Regions from separate parts of the Sus scrofa genome. Here region 1 is linked to region 2. A link is a contact called in public Hi-C data. All regions are on one chromosome and are shown on one strand. The core of a region is the stretch at or near the end of the contact, and the rest is flanking DNA. Distances in the headings are between cores, read along the strand shown.

The links. Hi-C and Micro-C count contacts between places; a contact is called where the count stands out from the background.
Region 1: a contact with region 2 is called in a Hi-C map of blood, with 2.3 times the contacts expected there. A contact is called at or near these places in 6 of 47 Hi-C or Micro-C datasets (adipocytes, blood, fetal heart ventricle and 2 more) and 1 of 2 datasets of targeted methods (alveolar macrophages).

The regions. Positions count from the first base shown.
Region 1 is chr4:55,563,968-55,570,274 of Sscrofa11.1, reverse strand. The region is part of intron 3 of PAG1 (phosphoprotein associated with glycosphingolipid-enriched microdomains 1); the gene reads right to left. Among named protein-coding and RNA genes, the nearest start is that of PAG1, 120 kb to the right of the region's middle.
Region 2 is chr4:55,454,260-55,460,069 of Sscrofa11.1, reverse strand. All of the region lies in intron 1 of PAG1 (phosphoprotein associated with glycosphingolipid-enriched microdomains 1), which reads right to left. Among named protein-coding and RNA genes, the nearest start is that of PAG1, 6.3 kb to the right of the region's middle.

The sequences.
Region 1 (6,307 bases), core at 1,690-4,189, 110 kb before region 2:
TCTTACCCCATTACCCCCTTTTCCTTTCCTGTTATCCCATCTGAAAGCATCTTATGTATTGACTTTTGTGTTCAAGGTTGCAGGAAGCCCTCCAGAACATAATCTCCATGAGCACAGGCACTTGTCTGGGCAGCTGTAACCTGCACCTACAACAGTTGAATGCACTCAGGAAGTACTGGTGGAGTGAATGAATGCACGTCTTTGCAATCTTACCAAGAATAGTTCCAAAATGAGTCCTGTACTCTCTAATCTACTGAACAGATAATGAGTGCGTACAGTTGCATTTTAACCTGTAGTTCCCCACACAATCTGCATGTGTTTGCAGATTTTAATTGGACCTACAGTGCCAGACGCTTTTGCAGAGAAGGTGATCCTTTTGCAGCAAGACCCTGTGCCTGGCTGACTCTCAGCTTCTTCCAGACAGAGCTCTCTTTGCATATCTTGCAATCCTGGTTGCCCCTTTCAAATCCTAGCAGAAAGCAGCTAGACATTAATGTTTGAACTTGCACTTCTAATGGGCTGTGAAGATTTATTTAGCCCACTTTATAGGGGGAACACTGTTAATTTGGCATCAGGTCCTCAGTCTAGTTATGGAAAACTTTCTTGGAGGCTCTTGCTATTGTTCATTCCCATACACGTCTGGCTTGGGATGGGAGTTACACTGCAAAAAGTATCCACTTAATGAGATGCTTGGTGGGTTGGTGGGTTTAGGACAGCCTGGGATCTTTTGTCAGTAACCTTATCCTCCCATTATGACCAGATGATACTAACAGTACCGGCTGGGAAGTCGGCTGCAATGTGCTCAGGACAAATCCTCCTGACATATGGGATCGACAGTTGGACAGCACTTCTATTTTGAGGCGCTTCTGTTTGGTCTAGACTAGCACACAAAGCCATATTGATACCATCCCCTGCCAGCCTTCCAAACATGCACTTTTGTTTGCACGTCAACTCTGTTCAGTATCTTCAGCACGTCAGTTGTCCATTCAGTCTAGAAAAGTATATGTGATCTCACCAACCATATCAGCTCATTTCGGGGTGCTGGGGGCATGCCCATGCTGGGGGGCATGTGGAAATTCCTGGGCCAGGGATCAAACCTGAGCCATAGCAGCAGTCCAAGCCGCAGAAGTGACAATGCTGGGATCTTTAACCCCCTGCTCCACCAGGGAACTCCTCAAATCAGCTACATCTGTATCTTGTGAAACATGCAGTTTGGTGCCCTTGCTCAGAAAAGGCACCTACTAAATAAATACTTGTTCCTTCTGCTGCTTTCCTTGCTATTTTAATGACTGACTTTATTCAAAATTATACTTAAAGAAGATCCTGTATCTTTTAAAAACAGTTATTATTGTGGCTCAGTAATAACAAATGCAACTAGCATCTGTGAGGATTCGTGTTCAATCCCTGGCCTCACTCAGTGGGTCGGGGATCTGGTGTTGCCGTGAGCTATGGTGTAGGTCATAGACGCAGTTCAGATCCTGTGTTGCTGTGGCTGTGGCTGTGGCTGGCAGCTGAGGCTCTGATTCAACCCCTACCCTAGGAACTTCCATATGCTGCACATGAGGCCCTAAAAAAAGTTTCTGTCTACCCCTGTCAGTTAACTCACACTCACAAGACAGTAAGGTTTGTGCATAAGTTTCTGTACCTGACTCTCTGTGTAAACAAACAAAAAAAAATTAGAACAAATTTTATATGTGCAACTTGTATAACAATCCATAACGACTGTCATCAACGTGTCCATTAAAACACGATAGTACTGAATAGAAGGAAATGAACATGATGGACACTGGTGGTAACTACACCTCTGAGAAGACACACCCAGAGCTTTCCTTCTCTCCTTGGTTGTGAAGTGCTGTGATCCTTGTTCTCTGAGGTTCAGTCTTAAGCCCTTTTCCTTATTTTGCCTCATATTTTCTTCCTGGCATCTCATCCACACCCATGAGTTCATTGCCTCGTCTACACCCATGAATTCAGTTCCGCTCAGACTGCCTTGATCTCCCATGTATATCTTCAGCCCAAGCCTCCATTTCAAGCTCTACATCTCCTGTCCAGCCAATATAACCTCCCCACCAGGAGATGCCCAGACCCTCGGCCTCAGCACGTGTGCACAGGGCTGGATGCTCCATTTTCCCTGTACAGAGGTCCTCCTCCAGGGCCCTTTCTCTATGAATGCTGCAACCTTCAGCTAACAAGGTCCCATCCCAGGGGCCTCCCATTGCCCTCCCTCTCAGGGCCCCCCTCCTCGTATCTTATCTAACACACCAAGCCCTCTTGAGTTTACCTACTAGATGACTTTCAAAGCCATCTCTTCAACTAGTCCTTGTCTCTGCATCCCCCTAGTCAAGTTACCAGCATCTCTCGTCTTGGCTACCACATACACCCACTGTACTGCCTGCTAACTTCTTCTGCAAACCCCAGTCGGAAGGATCCTTTCGAAAAGAAAATCTAATCACACCAAACCCTCTGCTTAAACTCTTTAATGGTTTCTCACTGATCAAAGGATAAAGAAAATGAAATCACATAAAGCAACCTGCTGCTTCCTGCAAACTCTGGCTTTGGCCTCCCCCCTCACCTCATCTCGTTCTCGTCTCTTGCTGTCTCCATCCTATCCATTTGCTCCTTAACTAGAACCTCCTCAACCCCACCCACCCCAGCCCTTGCCCTAGTTAAGTTCTACCCCCATCAGATGCCAGGGAGGCCTTCCCACACACAAATTCATTGCTCATTGCTGTATGTGTTTCTCGCTTGCGAAACACCTCTTTTTCCTGTGTCTACGTATTTGTGCCATAGGTTTGACTAATGTCTGTCATACCTTCTTGACTGCATGGAAACCCAATTACGAGTTCACACCTGAATTATTAGTCAGTGGACACCGCATGCTGTCACCCGGTAGTACATGGCAATCTCGCCTCCAGTCTTACTTGGGTAATCTTGCTGAATCTGGAGACTCTGGTCTGGATTGGTATTTGTTTCTGTTTCCATAGTTTTTTGTGAGGTATGAGGTCAGATTTAAAACAGGGCCCGTTTGCACAGGACCTGGCATGTAATGCAAAGACAGGGCAGGCCGGGTTAACCATGTGGAAATAGTTTCTCCTTCTCAAAGAAACATGATGTTTCTCATTTTCCTTTAAAGATATAATCCACTCATTCTATCTTTTGGTTTTTCTTTTTAAAAAATGTATTGGAGTACAGTTGATTTACAATGCTGTATTAGTTTCAGGTGTACAGAAAAGCGAATCTGTCATACATCTACATATATCTATTCTTTTTTTCCCATATAGGTGATTACAGACTGTTGAGGAGATTTCCCTGTTCTATAAAGTAGGTCCTTGTTAATCATCTATTTTATACAATAGTGTGTATATATCATTCCCACCCTTCCAATTCCTCCCTCGCCTCAACAGTTTCACCTGTGGTAACCATTAGATTGATTTTGAAATCTGTGAGTTTGTTTCTATTTTATAAGTGAGTTATTTTGTATCATTTTCATTAGATTCCACATCTAAGTGATTATCACTTAAAATATTTCAAGTCTTTGTCTGACCTACTTTACTCAGTTTGATAGTATCTAGGTCCATCCATGTTGCCTCAAATGGCATTATTTCATTCTTTTTTATGGCTGTGTAATAGTCCACTATATATATATATATATATATATATATATATATATATACCACAGTTTCTTTCTTTCTTTTTTTTTTAAATTCTTTTCTTTACTTTAAGGAAACCACAGCACTAAATCAATGACAAATGGTGATCAACATTCAACTTGATGGGTAACAAATAACAGAGCAGGGTGGGGACAGGGGTAAATGATTTCTCCACACCTTCAAGCTGGGTACTTGTTACCATTCTTTTAAAAGGCAAAAGGGACAAAGTTCTACAGTCTTAAAAGGTAGAATAACTGAGGTCCATTTCCCAGTGTCTGCCTGGGAGAACCCGTGTGAACACTAGAGATGCATGAAATAAAATATTTACATTTTATTAAGCACCCTCTAAAATCTGCAGGATGAAATAGATTATGCTCACTAAATCTGCGGATTGCCTTCCCTTTTTTTGAATAGAGTTGCCAATGCTCTCAAGATGTACTTAATATATGAAGTTCCTGTCATGGTGCAGTGGAAATGGATCCGACCTGGAACCATGAGGTTCCAGCTTCGATCTCTGGCCTCGGATCTGGCGTTGCTGTGGCTCTGGCGTAGGCTGGAGTCTACAGCTCTAATTAGACCCCCTAGCCTGGGAACCTCCATATGCCGCAGGTACAGCCCTCAAAGCACAAAAGACAAAAGACAAAAAAAAAAAAAAAGTACTTAATATAAAATGTTGAATGTACTGTAAATCCTCTACAGTAACAATAATAAAAATTTTAAAGTGTCCCGGAATCTTTGAGATCGAGCCCAGTATATTTGCATTTCATTTTTATAAATTAAATTTTATTAAAAAATCACAGTAATTAAGATGTTGCAGGGCTTGCAAGGGTAAATTTTTCTTATCTTGGATTCAGAAAACTTCATACAACTTCTAGTGCAGCAAACAAATGTCACAAATATGGAATTCCCCTTAAAGATACAATATATAAATAGAGCTATCAAATTTAGACCAGCAAGCCCCAGATGGTCTAGCAGCATCAACAAAAACCACTTTCCTTGCCAACGTGAATTTCATAAAGCAGAAATCACTCTCAGGCAAGCAGAGACAGACACATCAGTCCATGAATACTTATGCCATATGCTCGGTACCAGGTTAGGGACTTTATTACATGGGCCATGAAACATTATTCTACTTATTTATTTATTTTTTTGTCTTTTGTCTTTTTTAGGGCTGCACTGGTGGCATATGGAGGTTCCCAGGCTAGGGGTCTAGTTGGAGCTACAGCTTCCAGCCTACACCAGAGCCACAGCAATGCCAGATCCGAGCCACATCTGCGACCTACACCACAGTTCATGGCAGCGCTGGATCCTTAACTCACTGAGAGAGGCCAGGTATCGAACCTACAACCTCATGGTTCCTAGTCGGATTCATTTCCACTGCGCCATGACAGGAACTCCAAACATTACTTTAAAAACAAACACTTAGTGTTCAAAATGAACTGTGTACTCTTGATGCAAAGAGTGACCTGCCTTCCTGCGCCTTTTTTGGCCTCTCCCATGGCATTGGAAGCTCCTGGGCCAGGGATCAAATTCATGCCACAGCAGTGACAAGCATACTGTGCCACCTTAACCCACTGTGGGTTGAGTGACAATCCTTAACCCACTGTGCCGCCAGGGAACTCCATATACCAGCGTTGTTAGAGGGAGACAGGGTGGTAAGCACATGTGGGACTGGAGGTACAAGCAAGGCCATCAGAAGAACCTGATGGTTTGGACTGGGCTGCTTTGAACATTTTAATTTATACCGCTTTTCCCTTTCCGATAATTTAAATTTCTGAGATTAAATATTTGAGACTACAAATGTGACAAACTGCCACCGAAATATCGGTGTTTTTGTGTGATTATGATTGACAGAATAGGAACTGAGGTTTATAGTCTCAGCAGCTGCCCATCCCTACCTTCAGCCCTGATTCCCCATCACTCAGAGAGGAAGAAAGAGAGACAAGGATGAGTCACAGATGCCAATCACACCTGCATCAGGACTTTCTAAAATCATAAAAGGAACTGCAGCAAAATGGAAACAGTGCTTGAGAGCTAGGTATAAGCAGGTGGATGGCCTTTTGAGGGCCTTGGGGCTTCTCTTTTTTCTCTTTCTTTCTTTCTCTTTCTTTCTTTCTTTCCTTCTTTCTTTCTTTCTTTCCTTGTTTTCTTTTCTTTTCTTTTGTTATTTTAGGGCCACACTCGTGGCATATGGAAGTTCCCAGGCTAGAGGCTGAATTGGAGCTGTAGCTGCCAGCCTATGCCACAGCCACAGCAACACCAGAGCTGAGCCACATGTGCAACCTACATCACAGCCCACAGCAATGCTAGATCCTTAACCCACCGAGTGAGGCCAGGGATGGGACTTGCGTCCTCATGGATACTAGTTGGGTTCATTACCACTGAGCCACGATGGGAACTCCCTTTGGGGCTTCTGGAGTGGGAGAGCTGGGTGATGCAGGCTGGAGTCTGGATGCAGCACTCACTGATCATCTGTGATATCTTTAAGCACCTTAAAGTTCCACAGTTACAAAAAGCAGACACCATCCTCAATACATGTGGGCCATATTTTTATAGTGCATATTCCTGAATAACCTCTGATGCTCTCTTTGTTTCAAAGAAGACAGATTTTTTTTTTTTTTGGACCCAGCTCCCATCCCTGATTAGAGATATTCTAG
Region 2 (5,810 bases), core at 1,315-3,814:
CCCTAACGTCGTCTCCTGGGATTAGGTACCACTGATGGAGTCCAGCATCTTTTATGCACTGGTTACGACTGCTGTTAAGCATCTTTCCCCTCCCAAGACTGAGGTTCTTGAAGGAGACTGAAAGGCATCTTCTCAGATCTGAGGTTTTGCCACCCAATAATATGCCTGGTATATCAACACAGATCTGCCGAATGCATACATGAGTAAATACCACTCCAACTAAATTTGACTCAAACACCGCCAAGCTGCCTGTGCTTGATTATGTGTGAATGAGAGGCTCGAAGCTCCCTTTAGAAGGTGTCAGGGAAAAAAAATAATAAGGCCACTCTGGTTGCAATTCCCAAGTGCTGAATACAGAAGTTGTGGTGTTTCTGTGTGTAGCATGTCACAGACTGGCTTCTTTACTGTTCGGGGAAAAAAACACAAACATTGCCTCATGTGGTTTTATTGCCTCTGACCTATAACTTGAGCTGCTTTAGCATGAAAGTTTCCCAACAGCTTCAGCAGGTTCAACTACAACGGTGGTGATGGAGGATTGAGTACGGGTGGGGGCAAAAGCCAGAGTGAGCAGAGCAACATTAACAGCAATGACTGAGTCACAAATAACAGCAAGATCTGAAGCCAAGGACCTATCTGAACACCCTTCATTCCTCAGAGAACAAATTCACAGAATGGCTTCCATTTGTGACCCTGGGGCTCCCTGAAGATGAAAATGACAGATGCAGCAATGCTGATGCTCATACTTTAAGAAAAGCAATTGAAGTTGATCATTTATAAATGAATACATGGAGTTCCCGTCGTGGCTCAGTGGTTAACAAATCCGACTAGGAACCATGAGGATGTAGGTTTGATCCCTGGCCTCGTTCAGTGGGTTAAGCATCTGGCGTTGCTGGTAGTGTAGCTGGCAGACATGGGTCGGATCCTGCATTGCTGTGGCTCTGGCATAGGCCCAACAGCTCCAATTAGACCCCTAGCCTGGGAACCTCCATATGCCACAGGTGCAGCCCTGGAAAAGACCAAAAAATAAAAATTAATGAACGCATATGCTGTGTGGGGACTGGGTCCTATAAAATCGAAGAGAAAGGTACAAATCTCCTGCTGATAAATTAAAACACCCTTTTTTAGGCCACATCCAAGGCATACAGATGAAACCTGTGCCACAGCAAGGACAACTCTAGGTCCTTAACACACTGAGCCACCAGGGAACTCCTAAAATATGTTTTTTAAAAACGAGCCTACTCCATAAGGTTTGTAGGGTTTCAAGTATTCTTTAGGTTGGTAAAGGCCCCCCTCTCAGGCCAAATTTCCCTGTCTTCTGCCATAAAATCCACACTTAGAAGATTAAGTTTTTCACAAGTTTTTAATCACTCACAGGCTGGAAAATTATACAGTCCCATAAAACCAAGGTGGGGGAGTGGATGAGATAGCAATACATTATGCCAAAATATTATAACAATGGCAATAACAAAAGTAATAACTCAAACCCAAGGGATATGAAGAACTTTTTATGGGTTTTTAAAAATTCTTTTATTTGGGAAAAGGGCTCCTTTTAAAAGGGCAGCTGCAAATACAGAGATCCTGCAACAAATGTTGGCTCCAGTGTGAAATCATGAAAAAACAGAGGGGGTGGGGCTCAGGGAAAGGGTCCTGAAAATATTACGTACATTACATGGTTTTCAATTCTGCCTTTTCCCTCTGCACTTGGAGTGGCGTTAGAGGGACTAAAGCACAGACACAGAAGATGTGACACAAGGTTCTTCAGAGACAACATGCTTGCACCTTATCTGTTAGACACAGGTATTCATTTATTTTTTTCATTCCTTTTTTTTAAATTAAAGTATGGCTGATTTACAACGTTGTGCCAATTTCTGTGTACAGCAAAGGGAGTGGGATGGGTTAAGAGTCTGGGGTTATAGATGCAAACTATTACAGTGAGAATGGATAAGCAATGAGGTCCTATTGCATAGAAAACTATATCCAATCTTTTGGGGTAGAACATGATGGAAGATAATATGAGAAAAAGAATATATATGTAAGTATGACTGGGTCATTTACTTTAAAGACCATAGTCTCACAGGGAATGATACGACACGCTGTAATAATGGTCACTACTGATTAAATCATTTCTGATTTAATTTTTAAAAAATCACCCGAGGGAGTTCCCATCTGTGGCTTAGCGGTAATGAACCCAACTAGTATCCATGAGGATGTGGGATCAATTCCTGCTCCCACTCAGTGGGTGAAGGATCTGGTGTTGCCGTAAGCTGTGGTATAGGTTGCAGTTTCGGCTCAGATCTCATGTTGCTGTGGCTATGGCGTAGGCTGGCAGCTGCAGCTCTGACTGGACCCTTAGCCTTGGAACTTCTACATGCCACAGATGTGGTCCTAAAAAAAAAAAAAATCTCCTGAGAAAAATCTCAGGTCACTACACTTCTTTGATGAGAATGACACACGTCTGGGACACCAGACACAGATAAAGTTCGCATGCCTCTCCACTGCGTCCCTTTATCAGTGGAAGGCTTTATGCTTCCTATTTCACAATGCGAAACATGTGGGTTTCTTTTTTGAGCTCATTGCATGAACTAAGCTTAAGCTCATTAACCACAAAGATTTGGAGATGACGCTTTCTGGGCAGTCAATGTTAGCTGGCCATGGGCAAGACGATGGGCACACACCTTCCCACCGCCCCCTTGGCTCTATCCCAGGGTCACTGTGGGCACAGAGGGAGACAGTATCCGATGACCTTGAGAAGCACAGTGGAGGATATCCATGCTCCATAGCTGAATTATCACGAAGGCTCCAAAATTGGATGCAGTAGAATGCTAGGCCTCAGACTCCTGGGCCCTGCTCTTGCCTCTGAAACTCACCCGTGAGTTTGGACAAGTCTCTGGCAGGGCAGGGCCCGGTAAGGGCTCTGTGTTAACTATTCATTCCAATTCTTATCCAGAAGGCACGGCCAGTAAGGATGGGGCAGGTTCATTATGTTCAGAGCTGTCTTTCCTCACACCCACCCCTCACCCTCATGTTCGGCCTTGAGGGACTGTGTGCCATGCTGCCCATAAGCTGCTTGCTTACAGAACCAAGGCTATATAACTCTCCGACATTACTTCTCTTGGATGCATGAGAAATGCAACTGGCCCCTGACTCCTCAAGCCCAAAAGGAAGAGGATTCAAAACAGCAGAGATGACTGGGGAGAGTAAATGGTCTCCATTTGTTTTGCCCGTATAAAAATGAGCTTCTGGAGTTCCTGTCATGGCTCAGTGGTAACAAACCCAACTAGAATCCAAGAGAATGTGGGTTCGATCCCCGGCCTTGCTCAGTAGATTAAGGACCTGGCGTTGCCATGAGCTGTGGTGTAGGTCACAGACATGACTTGGATCCCACGTTGCTGTGGCTCTGGCATAGGCTGGCAGCTGCAGCTCTGATTGGACTCCTAGCCTGGGAACTTTCATATGTCACGAGTGTGGTCCTAAAAAGACCAAAAAAAAAAAAAAAAAGGAAGGAGAGAAAATGAACTTCTGTTTCTTGTACATGGATCTCCTGACAGTGAGAGAAAGCTGGATGTTAGAGTAAAGTTATTTGGAAATTTAAGGGTGGTACAGATAAGCCAATATGTAGTTAACTCAGAAAGGAAATAAAAAAGAACTATGTAAATTCTAAAAGATTAGTTAAAAGCAAATTATGGACCCAGCTGGAGTTACAAAAGTGACTGAGGAAGACTTTTACTATAGAATAAGCCAGAACAGAGGAGCATCTGAAATGTAAGTAAAAGCATTAGATAGAGTAAAAGGGAGTATCTGAAGGACTAAAACTGATAAGAAGGACTAAAACTGAAGTAGAAGATATTTCAGAGAGACGTGGAAACACTCTGTTGATGGCAGAGCCTCTTTTTTGACGCCCTCCTAGAAGTTCATGCCCAGAGACTTTTGATCTCATTTTTATTATTATTATTATTATTTTTTATGGTTACACCTGCAACATATGAAAGTTCCCGGGCTAAGGGTTGAATCTAGGCCACAGCTGCGACCTATACCACAGCTGGGGCAATGCCAGGTCCTTCAGCCCACTGAGCCAGGCCAGAGATCAAACCTGTACCTCTACAGCAACCCAAGCCACTGCAATCAAATTCTTAACCCACTGCCCCACAGCAGGAACTCCTTATTTTTATTTTTTAAATTGAGAAATAATGGACATATAACATTAAATCAACACTTGCACACATGGCAAAATGATCACCAGGATGAGTCTAGATAACATCCGTCATCACACATAGTTATAAGTGCTTGTTTTCTTGTGATGAGAACTTTTAAGATCTACTATCTTAGCAGCTTTCACATATGCAATATAGTATCATCAACGATAGTCACTTTGCTGTACAGAGAGTTCTGACTTAAAAAAAACAAAAGCCAAATGACCCTTTCCACAGAAAAGAAACTCATGGACATGGAGAACAGACTTGTGGTTGCCAAGGGGGAGGGGGAGGGAGTGGCATGGACTAGGAATTTGGGGTTTAATAGATACAAATATTGCCTTTGGAATGGATAAACAATGAGATCCTGCTGTAGAGCACTGGGAACTATATCTAGTCACTTGTGATGGAGCATGCTGGAGGATAATGTGAGAAAAAGAATGCATAATTTATGTGTGACTGGGTCACCTTGCTGTACAGTAGAAAATTGACAGAACTCTGTAAATCAGCTATAATGGAAGAAATAAAAATCATTTTAAAAAAGTTAAAAAAAAAAAAAGCCAACTTAGAACATCTGTCTTGAGGCAGCTTTCAGTGGTAGAACACATTAGCAAAGAGGTTTAATTAAATATTAAATCAATCTCTAAGCAGTTTGTGGCCTATGTGCCCTTTACAGCAACTAGACTTTCATATCAAGAATATAGAGTAAATAGTTACCAAGGGCCAAAATACTAAGTAGTATCCAGATGACAACCTAAGAAAGCCACACCAAAAAACTAGCCTTTAAATCATCCCCAACTTCTGGACATCAAGTGAAAAGTTTACAGGCTGTGGACCACACTTAACAAACTACAATCCACACATACCAGTGGATACTCAAGTTTCCCACATAAAATAGCATTGTAGGAGTTCCTGTTGTGGCACAGTGGTTAACAAATCCGACTAGGAACCATGAGGTTGTGGGTTCGATCCCTGGCCTCACTCAGTGGGTTAAGAATCCTGCGTTGCTGTGGTGCTGGTGTAGGCCAGCAGCTGTAGCTCTGATTCAACCCCTAGCCTGCAACTTCCATATGCTGCGGGTGTGGCCCTAAAAAGCTAAAAAAAAAAGCAGCATTGTATTTTCATATAAACTTTAAGTACATTTTCCCACATACTTTAAACCGTCTCTAGATTACTTAAAATACCTATTATTGCTACGTAAGTGCCATGTGAATAGTATAGAGAATGCACATGCAAGGTATACAGCTGCTAGAGTAAAGCAAATTCGAGTTTTGCTTTTTGGAACTTTCTGGAATTTTTTTTTTTTTTTTTTGTCTTTTTGTCTTTTGTCTTTTGTTGTTGTTGTTGCTATTTCTTTGGGCCGCTCCCGCGGCATATGGAGGTTCCCAGGCTAGGGGTTGAATCGGAGCTGTAGCCACCGGCCTACGCCAGAGCCACAGCAACGCGGGATCCGAGCCGCGTCTGCAACCTACACCACAGCTCACGGCAACGCCGGATCGTTAACCCACTGAGCAAGGGCAGGGACCGAACCCGCAACCTCATGGTTCCTAGTCGGATTCGTTAACCACTGCGCCACGACGGGAACTCCTGGAATTTTTAAAAAATATTTTCAATCCACAG